3 separate regions of the Sus scrofa genome follow, and all the other regions are linked to region 1. A link is a contact called in public HiChIP or PLAC-seq data. All regions are on one chromosome and are shown on one strand. Each heading gives the region's core, a stretch centred on a gene start, on an enhancer-like site or on the middle of the called end of the contact. The rest is flanking DNA. Distances are from core to core; before and after follow the strand shown.

Region 1 (5,149 bases), core at 1,363-3,862:
GGCCCCCTCCCAAATGTTCAGAGGAGTGCTCAGGTGTTCCCCAGGAAAAGAGTGCTGTGGTTTGGTGTGCTGATTTAAAGGGAAATACACAACATGAGAGTTGTGAGTTTTATTCAAGGTCTTGCTGATGACTATAGCCCTCTAGGTAGTTTTCAGAAACTGCTCCTAAGAGGTCAGGGTAGGTAACTGCAATAGGTTGTGATTTAACCCTTATATCACTGGATGGTGAACAATAGTCTTTGCTCTTTTTTTGTTCACAGGTGAATCTAGGAAGTGCTAAGTTCAGCACAGTTAAAATTTTTTGTCTTCAGAGTGGCATATTTAGACTTTAAAATACCAGTGTGCTAGGGGACCTTCTAAGGTAGGGAAAACCATGTACAGTGCTTCTCAATTTATTGAAACATGCAGTTCCTTCTTTTGAGGAATACTATTGACCTTCTCAGGACACACCATTGAGAAACAATGACTTAAGGGAAAAAGTTCATAATTCTTCCTCGAGCATGAATGGCCTTGCTCAACATGCTCTTATCATCTAATTTCCTCCATTTCCCCACATAAGTTTCCTTACTTTCTTCAGGGGTCAATGCTAGTTCCTCTTCTTCCAGGGAGTTCTTCCTAATTATCTCAGCCCCTCTGAACTGTGGCATGTTGCCAGAACTCTCCTTCAGGCCTGTCTGGTAACTGATACTCCCCCTTTTCTTGCATCCATCCTGACTATCTACCTGAGTTGTGCTAGGAGTGTCATAAGTGATCTGTAGTACACATAATGTTTAGCTGTTTGAGTAATTTTGTTCTCCTCTAACATGGATAATGCTCAAGGCAGTATCTAGGCCTTAGGTAAACCTTCTGTTGCTTTATACTGTCACAGAAAGCATCGAAAATGGCACTGTATTAGTTTTCTATTGCTGCTGAAACAAATTACCACAAACTTAGCGACTTAAAGCAACACACATTTATTATTTTGTAATTCTGTAGGTCAAAAGTCTGACATGAGTCTCACTGGGCTAAAATCAAGATGTCAGCAGGGCTGTGTTCTTTTCTGGGGGGCCTTAGGGAAGAATCAATTTCCTTGCCTTTTCCATCTTCTATAATAAGCTTCTATGTTCCTAGGCTCCTGGCCCCCTTTCTCCATGTTCAAAGCCACATGGGCTGGTTGAGGCCTTCTCACATGACATCACTGACCTCCTCTGTCTACCCTACTTTTAAGAACACTCGAGAGGACATTTGGCGCACCTGAAGAATCCATGCTAATCTCCCTATTTTATTTCTTTTAATATGTATTTATTAATGATTTTTATAATCTCCCTATTTTATAGTCAGTTGATTTGCAACCTTAAGTCCATCTGCGAACGCAATTCCCCTTTGCCATGTAACCTAACATATTCACAGTTCCTTGGGACTGAGAAGTGAACATCTTTGGGGCACCATTATTCAGCTTACTACAGGTACCCTTGCCCCAAAGTCTAAATTGCATATAGGTGGTAGTGGGGTTTGACAATAAAGGGGAAAAACTTTTTAGCCTAACAAACTCTCTTAAAATACAGGGAGGTACTGCTGTGTGGTCTTCGGTAATCTCTTGAGGCTCCCCATCCACATTTCCGCTAAAATGTTAATTGCCATCCTTTGCTCTGTGTGTTAAATGAAATAATTATGTAACTAGGTTTAGCTTAGGGGATGACAAATAGGGTGCAAGAAGTTCTTGATGAATTTTGAGGAGGAGGGTGGGCGAGGTTCTTTGAATGACATCTGGAGATGGTTTGAGAAATTCCTGGAGAAATGGAATTCTAGCAAAAGGAATTCTGATTCTAGCAAAAGGAATCAGGTGTCACGGAAGCTTTGGAATTCAGGTTTAAGTCCAAAGGCCCATTTTAAAAAAATGAAGCGCAGAGGCTACTTAGAAAGCACCTAGGTGACAGCACAGAACTTAAGAGGGAACTATATGAAGTTTTCCCAGGCAAAGACATGTGTCATTTCCTCTCTACTTAGTTCAAGGACAGATATACCATGGTTGTACCTCGATCACCTAGTGAATAAGTAAATGAATTATAAAAACATAGCTAGGAAAAAGTGTCCTAGGTTCCACCGAGATTTGAACTCGGATCGCTGGATTCAGAGTCCAGAGTGCTAACCATTACACCATGGAACCGACACGCTCAAGAGGCCGCCTTCGGCTCTCTAATCCTTAGATAACCCCGCCCCCATCCACAGTTCCACCAAAGGAATCAGTGTTGCAGTGCTCTCCAGCGCCCGGCTTCTCCGCCTGGCGGCCCGCGGAATAAAGGAGACCAGGAAGTGTGGTGAGCAGCAGCTGGGAGTGCGGTCAGTCGACAGGCCGGGGCTCAGTAGCTCCTCGGAACCTTCTGGAGTGGCTCAGAACTTGAGACCCACGAGGTTCACGCCTACCGCCTTCTTGGATTCAGGGGCGGAGTACTGCCTCCCCGGAAGTACTTCCCCTTAGGGGCTGGGGCCTGCCGGAAGTGGCGTAGCGGCAGGGAGGGGTTCTTCACCCGGTCCGGCAGCTGAAGCTCGGCGCTTGGGTTACCCCTGCAGCGACGCCCCCTGGTCCCACCGGTCTCTCTACTGCTCCCGCCCCTTCGCTCCTCCGCCTGGCCATGGGCACCCGCGACGACGAGTACGACTACCTCTTCAAAGGTGAGGCTGTGGGCTCTCGGACAGGCCCCCGAGTCCCGGTTCGGGGGCCTGGGACACTCCCGGGGGACCCGCCCGGCGGGCTGCCCCGGCTCTGAGATTGGCCTTCCTCAGCCCTTCCTCTCAGTGCGGTTCGTTTTGCCGTCTCGCAGCTCAGTCCCTTTTTTTCCCCCTCACTTAGGCTCCACACTGGCTCTTAGCGACCTCCCCGGAGGCCTTAGGAAGCCTCAGCGTCCCTACCGTGCCCCCTTCTCGCTGCTGACTGCCTTCTCCCACATCGCCTTCCTTATTTCCCGGGTTCCACGGCCTCTTCAAAGGGGAGCCCCTCCCACCTTCCATCTTTTCGGGTTGGGCGCCCCCTCAGCAGACATCCCGAGCCCCTCTGACAGGCCTTTCTCTTTGCTCCCACACCTTTCCTTCGGCGCACACTTCCACTACAGGTCTTTTTCTTATCAACCTCCCTTTCCCCTTGGGCAAGCCTCTCCTCTGCGTCTCCTCACGCCCCTCCCCACGGCCAGACGCCTCTCCTAGTCCGGTTCTCCCATCTCCTTGGCCAGGCCCTGGTTAAAACCCAAACGGGCCAGCGGCCCCACCCCCACCCGCCCCACAGCTCTCGAGGTCCGTAACCTTCGCGCACAGCCCCCGTGGTTGGTAACTCTTTTTCTGCCTCCTCTCCCCACATAGTTTAGTTTAGGAGCTCTCCCGTGTCTCCTGTGCGACCCTGAGGGTGGTGGTGGTGGTGGTGGGGGTTAGGGCAAGAGGGATGGTCCCATCACCCACGCGCGTACTTGTCGCAGTGACCGGCAGACCGATGTGACTTGCACCCATCCTTTTTTTCTCCTACCCTCCCTACCCAGCGGCAACCAGCCCAGGATAACTCTTAACACTGCTCCCGACAAGGGGTTGCGGATGGGTGGCGGCTGTTATCCTTGCCAGACCTGAAGGCCCAGTTCCTGAGCAGGAAAGGTTGTGCGCTGCACAAATACTAGCTTGCTTTATCGCTATGGACTGGTTGCTTCCTGCTGCAACACTGGGAGGATCCAACCTTTTGGTGTTTTTAGAACAGGAAGGGAAGAGTCCTAGTTGGTCACATACCTTTGCCAAAATATGGGAGTTGGGAGGGGGGCGCATGGCGAAGTTGTGTGCTCTTTGGTCAAATTAAATATTTTTTATAAGATAGGGAAACATGTAGTGCCCTTGGACAAAACATTGGAGGGTGGAGTGAAGAAAAATTGCTTATTGGCTAGTCCAGAAAGAATCCAAATAGTTTGTTTTTTTTTTTAATCAACAAAGATAAAAGGTACAGTTTTCAGAGAGAAAAGTACAGTAAATGCTTTTTTTGTTCAGTGAATGCGCTCTCTCTGATGCTCTTTCTCTGCTCCTGAATTAGGAGGGCAGCCATCAGTAGTATGCTGAACAAAGATCATTACCAGGGAGGAAGAAGCCATTGCTATTAAAGCTTTACAGTGGAGGGTGGAGTTAAAAAAGAATGTTAAGCTTGGTGACTGTGTCTGACTTTGCCACTGGGTGCTGAGAATGGTTGACTAAACAAAGCGAGAAACATTGCTTTACCAGTACTTTGCGAATCTTGGCATTATAGCTGATGATATACCTTTATAAGCACTTAGTCTTCTCAAGTTTTATATAGGGTGAGTACCTTCACTATGCACTCCTACCCCCACCTCCCACATAGTGGAAAGTCATTTTTACAGATACAGAAAGGGAACATGGATTCATTTGTATGCTATTGGTTAAAGGCATCTGAGGTCTGGTGAAAATATTTAGTGAGACTCTGAAGACCGGTGTTAGTCATTAAAGGGAGATTTGTTTTTTTTAAATAAGGTACAAGAACAGCGGGCAGCTAGCTAGCTAGCTTTGAAGTAATTAATTTAGAGCAAGATAAACTATCAGAATATTTCTCCTGTTTGGTTTAGAACTTGGATGTTGGTTATAGAAGCCAGTTATTTTTTTCACTAAGTTCACTAATTATCCTTGATTGGCTTAGGGGATTTTTAACTTAGCTTTGGGTTTAGACCATCCTACAAGCAATGATTGAGAGAGCACAGCACTTTGGAATCATCCAGGCCTGGATTCAAATACTGACTCAGGTCTTAAATTTGTTTTGTGACCTTGGGAAAGTTGACTTGTTTGAGCCTCTCTTCCCTCATCTATAAAAAAGAAATAATACCTCTCAGGGCTGGTGTGAGAATTAAATGAGATAGGTTGTAAAATGTTAGCTTCTGTGAGGACTCAAATATGGTAATAATGTGAAAGAAGTTACTGTGGTTCTTGTCAGTTTTTTTTTTTTAAACTTTAAACCTATAAATATGAGAGTATTAGTAAAAAACCTAAAACCAGGTGGGATCTTCTAAAAAATAATATTGTTTCCATGGGTTATGGTTTCATTTGTTACATGTTTTGCTGTTTGATGGGGTGTTTTAAAAATTGCGCTGAGAAAAATTTCCACTTTTTTAAAGCTCTTACAGGATATGAGTCACTT
Region 2 (5,149 bases), core at 1,669-4,168, 620 kb after region 1:
GCAAATTACGACATCATTGCAAGCAAAACATAATGTTGCATCTGTTATCGTTAACCTGGACTCTTCAATATTTTGGACATTTTTTAAAAAAATCTTTTTGCCATTTCTTGGGCCGCTCCCACGGCATATGGAGGTTCCCAGGCTAGGGGTCCAATCGGAGCTGCGGCCGCCAGCCTACACCAGAGCCACAGCAACGCAGGATCCGAGCCACGTCTGTGACCTACACCACAGCTCATGTCAACGCCGGATCGTTAACCCACTGAACAAGGGCAAGGATCAAACCTGCAACCTCATGGTTCCCAGTCGGATTCGTTAACCACTGCGCCACGACGGGAACTCCTTGAACATATTTTTAAACCACTAACATGAATAAAGCAGGTCCAGGCTGCTAAATGCCACAAGAGCTGACCAGTCTAGGTAGTGAAACAAAGGATACATTTCCAAAAGCACCCTGGCCAGAACGGTGAGTCCCACCACCTCGAACCCTGGGAATTCGAGCCACAGCTCTGCCAGTACCCCAAGACTCAGCACTGGTTTGATGACCTGAAATTGTGAAGAAACACAAGTTTCAGCTACCCAACCACACTAGTCTATGACTATGCTATTAGCAAACAGCATCAGAACATCCAGGAAAATCATGTGGTTCAGAAACACGGACCAACGGAGTGGAATTTCATCATTGCTGTTTTAAAATACCAACCCATGAAACCCCTAAATCCATACCTGCTAATTCACTGACAGCATATGGCTGTCTGTTGTTTTTGCGCAGGTTGGTGTGAACAAAGTTCACGATGTCTGGTCGAATGGGAGCCTTGAACACAGCAGGCAAAGTGACATTTTTGCCAGATGACTCCCCTTTTTCTGAGTACACTGATATCAGTGGACGAGCACACGCCTGAGAAAAAGGAAAATATTTATATTGACAAGCAACAGAGGCACTCTTCTCACATGTCAACAAAAGCATTAACTACTGTTACAGAAGAGACTGGAGTTTGACTAGGAAGTAATGCTAAAACCAAAAACAGAGGCTAAGTTACTAACACACCATCAGGTCTATTAACATCAATATACATTTGAAGGACACTTAGATTCTTAAGTTCTGCCACAGAAATTTCACTGTTTTCAAAGAGAATGCTTTATATTAAAACTTCCAAACCAGGCCTTAGAAAGCAAACTCATCAAAATCATACATCACAAGGTTTGAAAATGCAGTTTAATGCCACCATTCAAATTTGTTCATCCCAAATATAAGCAAATTTGATCTAACAGAGCTCTATTCCAAATATCCATCCTTGCTTCCTTCATCCCATTCCAAAAACATCTTCCAAAACTTACTAGTAAAAACGCCAGTCATGTTACTTTTTACATAATCTTCTCCAAGGACTTACTCCCTCAAAGTTAACTAAGACTCTGAGGATGACCCACACCAGCCACCTGTTAACCTCAACTCCCATACTCTCTTCCAGATACTCAGACCTACCTCAGAGATATCCCCCTCCTGCCTCAGAGTTAACAAGTCTTCTTAAAGATACCCTCCCCCATACCTACACTTCAGGCCACTTTGAAGGTTTCTCAGATCACTGAAGCCCAACTACTGCCTCCTCTCTCATTGCCTATGATTACATCATTTAATGCCACCAAACATTACAATCCATTTTGTCCAACTCAATTACAACGGATGCATCATAAGGATAGTGCTTTCTGACTGTTTTGTTCACTCAACTCCCCAGGACACATGGTGCATGCAGACTGTATTTGTGGAAATGCAACTTCTAAGCCAAAAGGACCAGAACGCTTTCAGAGGCAGATCTTAAGCTGACACACAATTAATTCACTCTGCGGTACTAACATCGCCAGATCTTGGTTGGCGCAAACATGAGGCCCCCACGACACATCTATTTTCCGAGTTAAGAATCTCATTTCTCAAACTTTAGTAATTAAGAACAGATTATGCCTTGCTCAGTAGAATTTTCGTCACCCTTCTGAACCAGCTTACTGACAGCAGGCAACTGTCGCTGAGAACAGAGTAAGACGCAAATTACGCCATCATTGCAAGGAAAACCTAGTATCAAACCATCCTTTATATTGAGCATAAACATTTTAAGACCCTTACCATGAATAAACTAGGCTCAATTTACTAAATGCCACAAGAGCTAGCCAATCTAGGCAGTGAAACAAAATATTTTTCTTAAGGAAATTTCTCAAAAGAGATAAATGTTCCTTGCTTAACAGCTCACGGAGATACAAGGACCCAAACTAACTCTTTCACCCAGACTGTTTTAGGCCCCGAGAATTTCCAAGTCTTCAGCGGAACCAATGCCTTCTAAGATCGAAGGAAAGATCGGATTCCAAAGGTCCCTCTGCGCCCGAGAACTATCTGGGGAGGATTCTCCGGAGTCGCTTCCAGGCGCGCCGGGCGCCGACTCGCACACGTTGCCTCTAAGATGGCTGCCATAGAGCCGCGCTACCCAGGTCCCAGCCGCAAACAGACGACTTTAGCCCCCATCATTTGTTCCCGCCTTGAAGACCTCATGCCCTGAAACCCCAAACCCATTCCTGCCAGGCCCATTGAGCAGAAAATAAGCCCAACCGAGAAGAACTCCACTCACCATGGTGGGGAGAGGAGAAGGCCACGCTCCTCTCAACCCGGCGGCTCCCACAGGAAAAGGAAGTGCTTAGCACTCTCACTCTATATGTAATCTTCAACTCGTCCCCCACCTTGCCCCGTCTCAGAACCGATTCAGGGACACAAAATATCTCTCTACGACTCTACATAAATAAAAAAGTAGAGTATTATTTCTGAATAGGTGTCAAATTGCGGTTTCTATTAATTTTCAAAGCCAAAAGAGCTCTTACAACCGAGGGACTCTTTTTCGCGGAGTAATCCACAAGGGGGCGTGGCCAATTCTCGCGAGATCAGTATCTTTTTCCCCGAAACCGCTAAAACTTATTTTAACTTTTTCTTACGGGAATGGAAAACTATTGGGACAGGAAAAGCCGCGGTGTGTTATAAAACAAAAGTTTAACTTTGTGAACAAACGAGAGCTTTTGGGGGTGGGGTAAAAGTAGTTCTGGAGGGGGGGTCATGACCCCGGACGTCAGCGTCGGGCGCGTATTTCAGATTGGCGGTTCCGGTTCGGCAGTGCGACGGGTGCAAGATGTGGTTGCGAATGAACCAAGCTGCTGAAGAGTTTTACGCTCTTCTCCTGAAGTGAGTTATAACCCTTGCTTTTGGCTTGGCTCTGAGCACAGCACCTCTTCCTCGGGGTATCTCATTTCTCCCCCCAATCCTCTAGACGCAGCCTTGGGGATTAACGCCTCGCCTGTTTCCAGCGGCGCGAATGTTGCCGCCTAGTCAGCTTTCCTGGGGTCTGGGAGCTGAGGAGAGGTTTGTTATCTGCTCCATTGTGGGGATTGGCCCTGTGGGGCTTGCTTGTAGTCTTGTTTTAAAAAAAAAACATCTGTACGCTGTCACTCGAGGTGGAAGGTGACAGGTTTTCCAAGAGGCGAGTTATTCTGATAAACACACACACTCGTGGTGTTAGAGGCACCTGTCAGGATATGGAGCACTAGATGTTGATATCCTTCATCTCTTTAAAGCCTTGCTAGTGTGAAACGTGTTGTTATAGTCTATTCAGGATAGAAATTATGAAAGGAACAACAGCTAGAATGCTATAGTGATCGTGTGTCGGCCCTTTAAAGCATCTTTATTTCACAGTGCTCGAAGACCTCATTTTATTTTTAGAGTGAAGTACCAGTACCAAAGGAGATTCCATCCAGTTCTGTCTACATCCAAAGTAAAAATCTAGTCCGGTAGTTCTCAAATTTGAGCTTGTGTCAGAATCACCTGGCGGGTTGCCAAAACAGATTGCTGGGCCTACTTTTAGGGTTTCTGATTTAGTAAGTCTGGGTGGGATCTGTAAAGAATTTGCGTTTTTGCTGTAATCTAACCCCTTATTTTCTAAGTGCCATACTTTTTCATTGTTTATTGCTTTTTTTTTACTGCTTACAGAAGTGGTAGTGCTTGTCGATTTTTTTCAACATTATAGAAAGAGCTGTAGCTTTTTTAGCTGTGGTGTAAGCCGACGGCTACAGCTCCGGTTCAGCCCTTAGCCTGGGAACCTCCATATGCCACGGGTGCGGCCCTAAAAAAAAAAGTCAAAGTGAGGCAGTCACAGGTGTACTTTTTATTTCAGTGAGTCATAGAGTACATCAAATAAAAAATGGTATCTTTTTTTCCACTCTTTTTCCTTTATTTTTTCTTTTGTTATTATTAAAGTATAGTTGATTTACAATGTTTTGTCAAGTTCTGTTGTACAACAAAATGACCCAATCACACACAGTTCCCTGTGCTGTACAGTAGGATCCCATTGCCCATCCATTCCAAATATAACAGTTTGCATCCAAAAAACCCCCCAAAATGCCCATCCATCCCACTCCCTTCCCTTTCCCCTTTGTGAACTCCAAGTCTGCTCTTCTTGGCCATGTTCTTGTTTCCGTTTGTTTGTTTGTTTTTTAGATAGGATCATCTGTACCATATTTTAGATTGCACAAATAAGTGATATCATATGGTATTTTCTTTTTCTTTCTGGCTTACTTCACTTTGTATGAGAAGCTGTAGATTCATCCATGTTGCTGCAAATGACATTAGTTTGTCTTTTTTATGGTTGAGTAATATTCCCTTGTATACATGTACCACATCTTAATCCAGTCATCTGTTGATGGACATTTAGGCTGTTTTCATGTCTTGGCTATTGTGAATAATGCTGCAGTGATCATAGGGATGCATGCGTCTTTTTCAGTGAAAGTTTTTGTCCAGATAAATCCCCAGCAATGGAATTGCTGGATCATATGGTAGCATCATAGTTTTCTGATGTACCTTCATATTGTTTTCCATAGTGGTTGTACAGTTTACATCTTCACCAACAGTGGAGGAGGGTACCTTTTTCTCCACACTCTCTCCAGCATTTATTTGTTGACTTGTTAATGATGGCCATCTGACTGGTGTGAAGTGGTACCTCATTTTAGTTTTGATTTGCATTTCTTTAATAATTAGTGGTATTGAGCATTTCTTCATATGCCTTTTGGCTATCCGTATGTCTGCTTTGGAGAAGGTCTTTTGCCCGTTTTTCATTTGGGTTGTTTGTTT
Region 3 (5,149 bases), core at 757-3,256, 520 kb after region 1:
TGCACCACCAGGGAACTCTTTTTTACACTTTTTTTTTTTTTTTGTCTTTTTGCTATTTCTTTGGGCCGCTCCCGCGGCATATGGAGGTTCCGAGGCTAGGGGTGGAATTGGAGCTGTAGCCGCCAGCCTACGCCAGAGCCACAGCAACGCGGGATCCGAGCCGCATCTGCAACCTACACCACAGCTCACGGCAATACCGGACCATTAACCCCCTGAGCAAGGGCAGGGACCGAACCCACAACCTCATCGTTCCTAGTCGGATTCGTTAACCACTGTGCCACGACGGGAACTCCCTTTTTTACACTTTTTGAAGGTTGAAAGTAATTAACAGTAATGTAGTCCAATTTATCATATTTTTCCTTTACGACTTGTGGGGTTTTTTAATGTGTGTGTCTTGTTTAAGAAACCTTTGCTAGGATTTCCCTTGTGCCACAGCGGGTTAAAGATCTGGCATTGTCACTGCAGCTGCTTGGGTCACTGCTGTAGCTCAGGTTCGATCCCTGGCCTGGGAACTGGGAATGGGAACTTCCATATGCCGCAAGCAAAGACAAAGAAAAAAAAGAAAGAAAGAAAGAAAGAAAGAAAGAAAGAAAGAAAGGGCTGTTTCCACTTTTTGGCTGTTATAACTAAGGCTGTTTCCACTTTTTGGCTGTTATAACTAAGGCTGCCATAACGTTTGCATAAACAGTTGTGTACAAATTTTGTATGGATATATATTTTTTCATTTCTCTTGAGCACATAGGAGTGGAACTGCTGGGGCATGCTGTAACTATATTTAACTGTTTGAGGATCTGCCAGACTATTTTTCCAATTATCTGCACTATTTTACATTCTCATCTTTTTTTTTTTTTTTTTATCTTTTAAATGGCTGCACTGGTGGCATATGGAAGTTCTCTGGCCAGGGATTGAATTTGAGCTGCACCTTTAACCTATGAAACAGCTGTGGCAACACTGGATCCTTTAACCCACTGCACCAGGCGGGGGATCAAATCCAGCTTCTTAACCCACTGTGTCACAGAGGGAACTCCTACATTCTCATATTAATCTTAACAATTTTTTAAAATGTTTAAAATTGAATATGCTATATATAATAATAATAACAATAATAAAACTTCAAATAGTCTACAAAATGAAAAGGAAACCTTATTCTCTATATACTGCAAACAGCTGACACGCTTCTCTGAGCCACTAGGTGCAGATGCTTGCATTGTTTTGCACACCTAATGCTTTTAGAACTTTAGGAAAGGCGAAGGGGAAGAGATGGATTCAATGTGTACTTTCAGTCATTTGAATCACCTTTGATCTTAAGCTTTTTATTGATATCTTATTTCCTCAGTTTTATAGAACTGGAAATCTTGGTTGAAAAAGCTTTTTTTGTTTTTAAAACTTTAAAAATATATTCCCAACATGCTCTCAGAAAAGGTTGCCCCAATTTACAGTCTCATCACCACTGAATACCCATCTCCCTGTACCTTCGTTAACAGATTAGTAGTATTACCGTTTTATATGTATCTGTATATCTATTTGCCAGTTTGTTGTGCGCAAGGAGTCTCTAGACAAATTGACTATTTCCGACGCTGCCTCTAGAAACAAAAATCGGGTCTTTTCCTTTATTCATTTTATTACTTCAGCTCTGTCAACGTGACTCGGCCTGGGGTCTATAATCACCGCAGAGCAGGAGACTGTGTCGCTACCAACCAGGTCAAGCTCCCCTCTCTGCTAGCTGTGGGAACCAGGATTCACGACCTCTTTTCTCCATGGGTCCACCTGCGTGCCTCTGGGCAGCAGAGGGCGCGGCTGAACCACCACCGGACCCCTCCCCCAGGTTAACGCGCCGCGCCCCCGTGACGTATTTCCGCGTCATCTGCTGCCGAGGAGTGCTCCTATTGGCTGTCGGCTAGGTAATAGGGGCGGAGCCGAGTGGGTGTGTGGAAAACGCAGCCTCCTGGGTGGGGAGGTGAGGCTTCCCCCTTCCCCGCCCCTCCCCCGCCCTCCAGTCCCTCTCTGGGACGGCTGCGCGGACCCGCTTGGAACGCGGCGGTAGCGGCGGCGCACTTTCCCCGGCTGTAGCTGGACAAGGCTGTAGTGCGCGCGCCGCGGCGCCCCTCGAGCGGGAGGGACCGGTTGACTGCAGTAGAGTCGGAGGGAATCCCGGGCTGCGGAGCTGCGCCGGCGGGGAAGCCCTTCGGTTTGCTGTGCACCAAGAGAGTAAGGCGGGGGGTCTCCCGAGACCGCCACCGGCCCCCTCGGTGCCGACAGGACCGCGCGGAGCGCGCCCCCCGAAGGCAGCCCCGGGCCGGTGGCCCTGACTTGGTCCCGCGCGCCGGGCGCCGGGCAGCTCAGAGGGAGGAAACAAGAGGGGCCGCCCTCCCCGCGGAGTTGGAAGCGCTTTCGCTCGGTCCAAAATGCCCAAGAAGAAGCCGACGCCCATCCAGCTGAACCCGGCCCCCGACGGCTCCGCGGTTAACGGGACCAGCTCGGCGGAGTAAGTCTGGGGGTGCTGAGGTGGCCCGGGCCGGGGCGCAAGAGCGGAGTCGGGTGCGTGCGGCGCGCGGGGCTCCTCTCGAGTCGTCACGTACGTCTCGGGCTGTCGGGCTCGAGGAACTCCCCGCCGCCGAGGTGACTAAGCACTGATTGTGCTCCTGATTCAGACCGGTCAGTGGACCCAAGGAGTGTCGATCTCCCCCCCCCCCCGCCCATCCCCACCCCTTTCCCGACCCTTTCAGTCATCCCTGACTTCTGATCATTTTCCTCTTCTCCCTTAAAGATTAAAAACTGGTTCATTGCCCGCCCGTCCCCAGCTGTTTTCCCCAGATCCTCCGGGATTTTGGCCTGTAACGAGGAGAAGGGAGCAGATGTCTTGGAGTAATTAAGATCACATCTGCGTCTTTGAGACCAGCTCAGTTTGTAGAGTGTGGAGTTGGGACCGGCTAGCAGCCCTCACCTTCTTACCTGACACCTGTGGCCTAGGATTGCCTCGCTGCGGCTACCGCCTGGCCCGGGGGGGGGGGGGGGCGTGTGTACACTGATATTCCCGTGGCTTCTCCCTTGTCGACTTTGGGGGCTCCCATTCCTTGGCCTTCCTGGAAACCCTCTTGTCTCTAAGGGAGCGGCTTTTCTTTTTCTTCTTCTGACCATTCATTCACTCATTCATCAAATCGCTTTTCATTAGTGTCTCCTGGGGTTTTTTATTTGACCATGATCCCTAAATTTCTGACCTGAGGCCTGACACCTTGGCCTTGGAAATCACACATAAGGTGCTCCATTTCTGCAGCTTCCAGTGTTGCCCACAAACCAGCACTTTATTTCATTAGACAGTGATGAAACTGTTTCATTGCTGTTTCCAAGTTCCTACATCTGCTTTTCGTCCTGGGTAAGGGACAGGATTGTATGAGGAAGAAAGACTTGGTGAGCTGGAGAAATACCAGAAAAGATTTAGTTCTTAATCTCTTACCTGCAGACTGAAGACTGAGAAAGCTAACTAATAAAATGAATAGATTAGGCCTGAACCTTCTGCCCTTTGGTGATTTCTGTAACCTTCCTTTGTCTCTCTAGATTTTAATAGCCTGGGGACTTGGTGACTCTTTCTGTCCTTATGATGACCACAGGGCCAGTGGTGGACAGACCTGTGGTGGGAGCTCAACTGCATTCCTCAGACATGTTCTCAACAAACTCCTTTCACTATTGTAGTGTCTGTTTTGCATGATATTAACTTGTACAGGTCTGTGGATTACTTTGCAAACATTCAATTTTAGTGTACAGAGTTTTATCCCCTTAAAATAGTGTGAAAGGCCTCCAGGACAGGGCAGGCCAGGACAAGTTTTTTTTTTGTTTTTTTGGTTTTTTTTTTGGTCTTTTTGCTATTTCTTGGGCCGCTCCCGTGGCATATGGAGTTTCCCAGGCTAGGGGTCGAATCGGAGCTGCAGCCGCCAGCCTATGCCGGAGCCACAGCAACTCGGGATCCGAGCCGCGTCTGCAACCTACACCACAGCTCATGGCAATGCCGGATCATTAACCTACTGAGCAAGGGCAGGGACCGAACCCGCAACCTCATGGTTCCTAGTCGGATTCGTTAACCACTGCGCCACGACGGGAACTCCTTTTTTTTTTTGTTTTTTTGGTTTTTTGGTTTTTTTTTTTTTTTTTAGGCCAGGACAAGTTTTGACCAAGGTTGATTCTCACTGAATGTCGTGGCCTGATCATCCTGCTCCCTTTTGATTTGGAGGAGGGTACGAAGTGGAAATACCTATGGTCATTCTGTTGTTAATTGTGACACCATTGCTGTGTTCTTGCAAAGGGAAGGAGTTTCATTATAAGAAAACAGTATAGGGAGGAAAAGAAGAAACTACCCTGGAGTTTGGGTGGGACTGAGAGATTCTAAACAGTGGTTAGAGGTTGGGCTCTGGGGTCAGGCTAAGTTTGAAACTGGGCTCTATTACTTGGGGTTTTGTGACCTGGGACAAGTCTCTTAGTCTCTCTAAGGCTTAGGTTTAGTTTCTTCATCTGTGAAAATGGGTCTGATTATAGAACCTATTTAGAGTAGTTGTCAAGGTTTTTTTTTTTTTTTTTTTTTTTTTTTTGTCTTTTTAGGGCCAAACTTATGGCATGTGGATGTTCCCAGGCTGGGGGTCCAGTTGGAGCTATAGCTGTTGGCCTGCACCACAGCACCTCGGGATCCGAGCCACATCTGCGACCTACACTGCAGCTCACGGCAATGCCGGATCCTTAACCCGCTGAGCGAGACCAGGGATCGAACCCGTGTCCTCATGGATACTAATTGGGTTCATTACCACTGAGGCAGGACAGGAACTCCATAGTTGTGAGATTAAATGAGCTAATAATAATAAACCTTCCATGAATGTTAGTTGTTGGTACCTTTATTACTGGCTAAATATTGAGAAGGCTGAAGGAAACCAGAAGGTAATTTCTAGTCATGGTGGTGTTAAGGTGATTAACTTCTGGATAAATGACTCTCCTTTGTTCAGTTTTCTGTGCCATCTGCATCTTCCTCCATGACTCATTGCTGTGTATCTTTGTGTGGGCTGTCAGGGACAAATAGGCACTGTTCCCCTAAGTTTTCTGACCACTTGTGGGGGGGAAGCTGTACATATCTACATCTTTCACCTTTTTCAAAAAGCAAAGATGATTT

What was found. HiChIP or PLAC-seq counts read pairs in DNA pulled down with a chosen protein or histone mark.
Region 2: a contact with region 1 is called in an H3K27ac HiChIP or PLAC-seq map of alveolar macrophages. The contact joins the promoter of ZWILCH here to the promoter of RAB11A in region 1. A contact is called at or near these places in 1 of 47 Hi-C or Micro-C datasets (embryonic fibroblasts) and 1 of 2 datasets of contacts at active chromatin or transcription factors (alveolar macrophages).
Region 3: a contact with region 1 is called in an H3K27ac HiChIP or PLAC-seq map of alveolar macrophages. The contact joins the promoter of MAP2K1 here to the promoter of RAB11A in region 1. A contact is called at or near these places in 1 of 5 promoter capture datasets (liver) and 1 of 2 datasets of contacts at active chromatin or transcription factors (alveolar macrophages).

What each region holds. Positions count from the first base shown.
Region 1 is chr1:163,855,642-163,860,790 of Sscrofa11.1, forward strand. RAB11A (RAB11A, member RAS oncogene family) reads left to right here and starts at 2,613. Exons shown (of 5, transcript NM_001031788.1): 1 at 2,613-2,652. The coding sequence starts at 2,613. It overlaps TRNAQ-CUG (a tRNA gene), which reads right to left and starts at 2,146; the gene lies at 2,075-2,146.
Region 2 is chr1:164,478,867-164,484,015 of Sscrofa11.1, forward strand. It overlaps ZWILCH (protein zwilch homolog), which reads left to right and starts at 2,919. Exons shown (of 19, transcript XM_021100319.1): 1 at 2,919-3,211. The coding sequence starts at 3,159. It overlaps RPL4 (60S ribosomal protein L4), which reads right to left and starts at 2,899. Exons shown (of 10, transcript XM_005659862.3): 1 at 2,610-2,899; 2 at 724-895; 3 at 437-543. The coding sequence starts at 2,612.
Region 3 is chr1:164,379,886-164,385,034 of Sscrofa11.1, forward strand. MAP2K1 (mitogen-activated protein kinase kinase 1) reads left to right here and starts at 2,007. Exons shown (of 10, transcript NM_001143716.1): 1 at 2,007-2,485. The coding sequence starts at 2,406.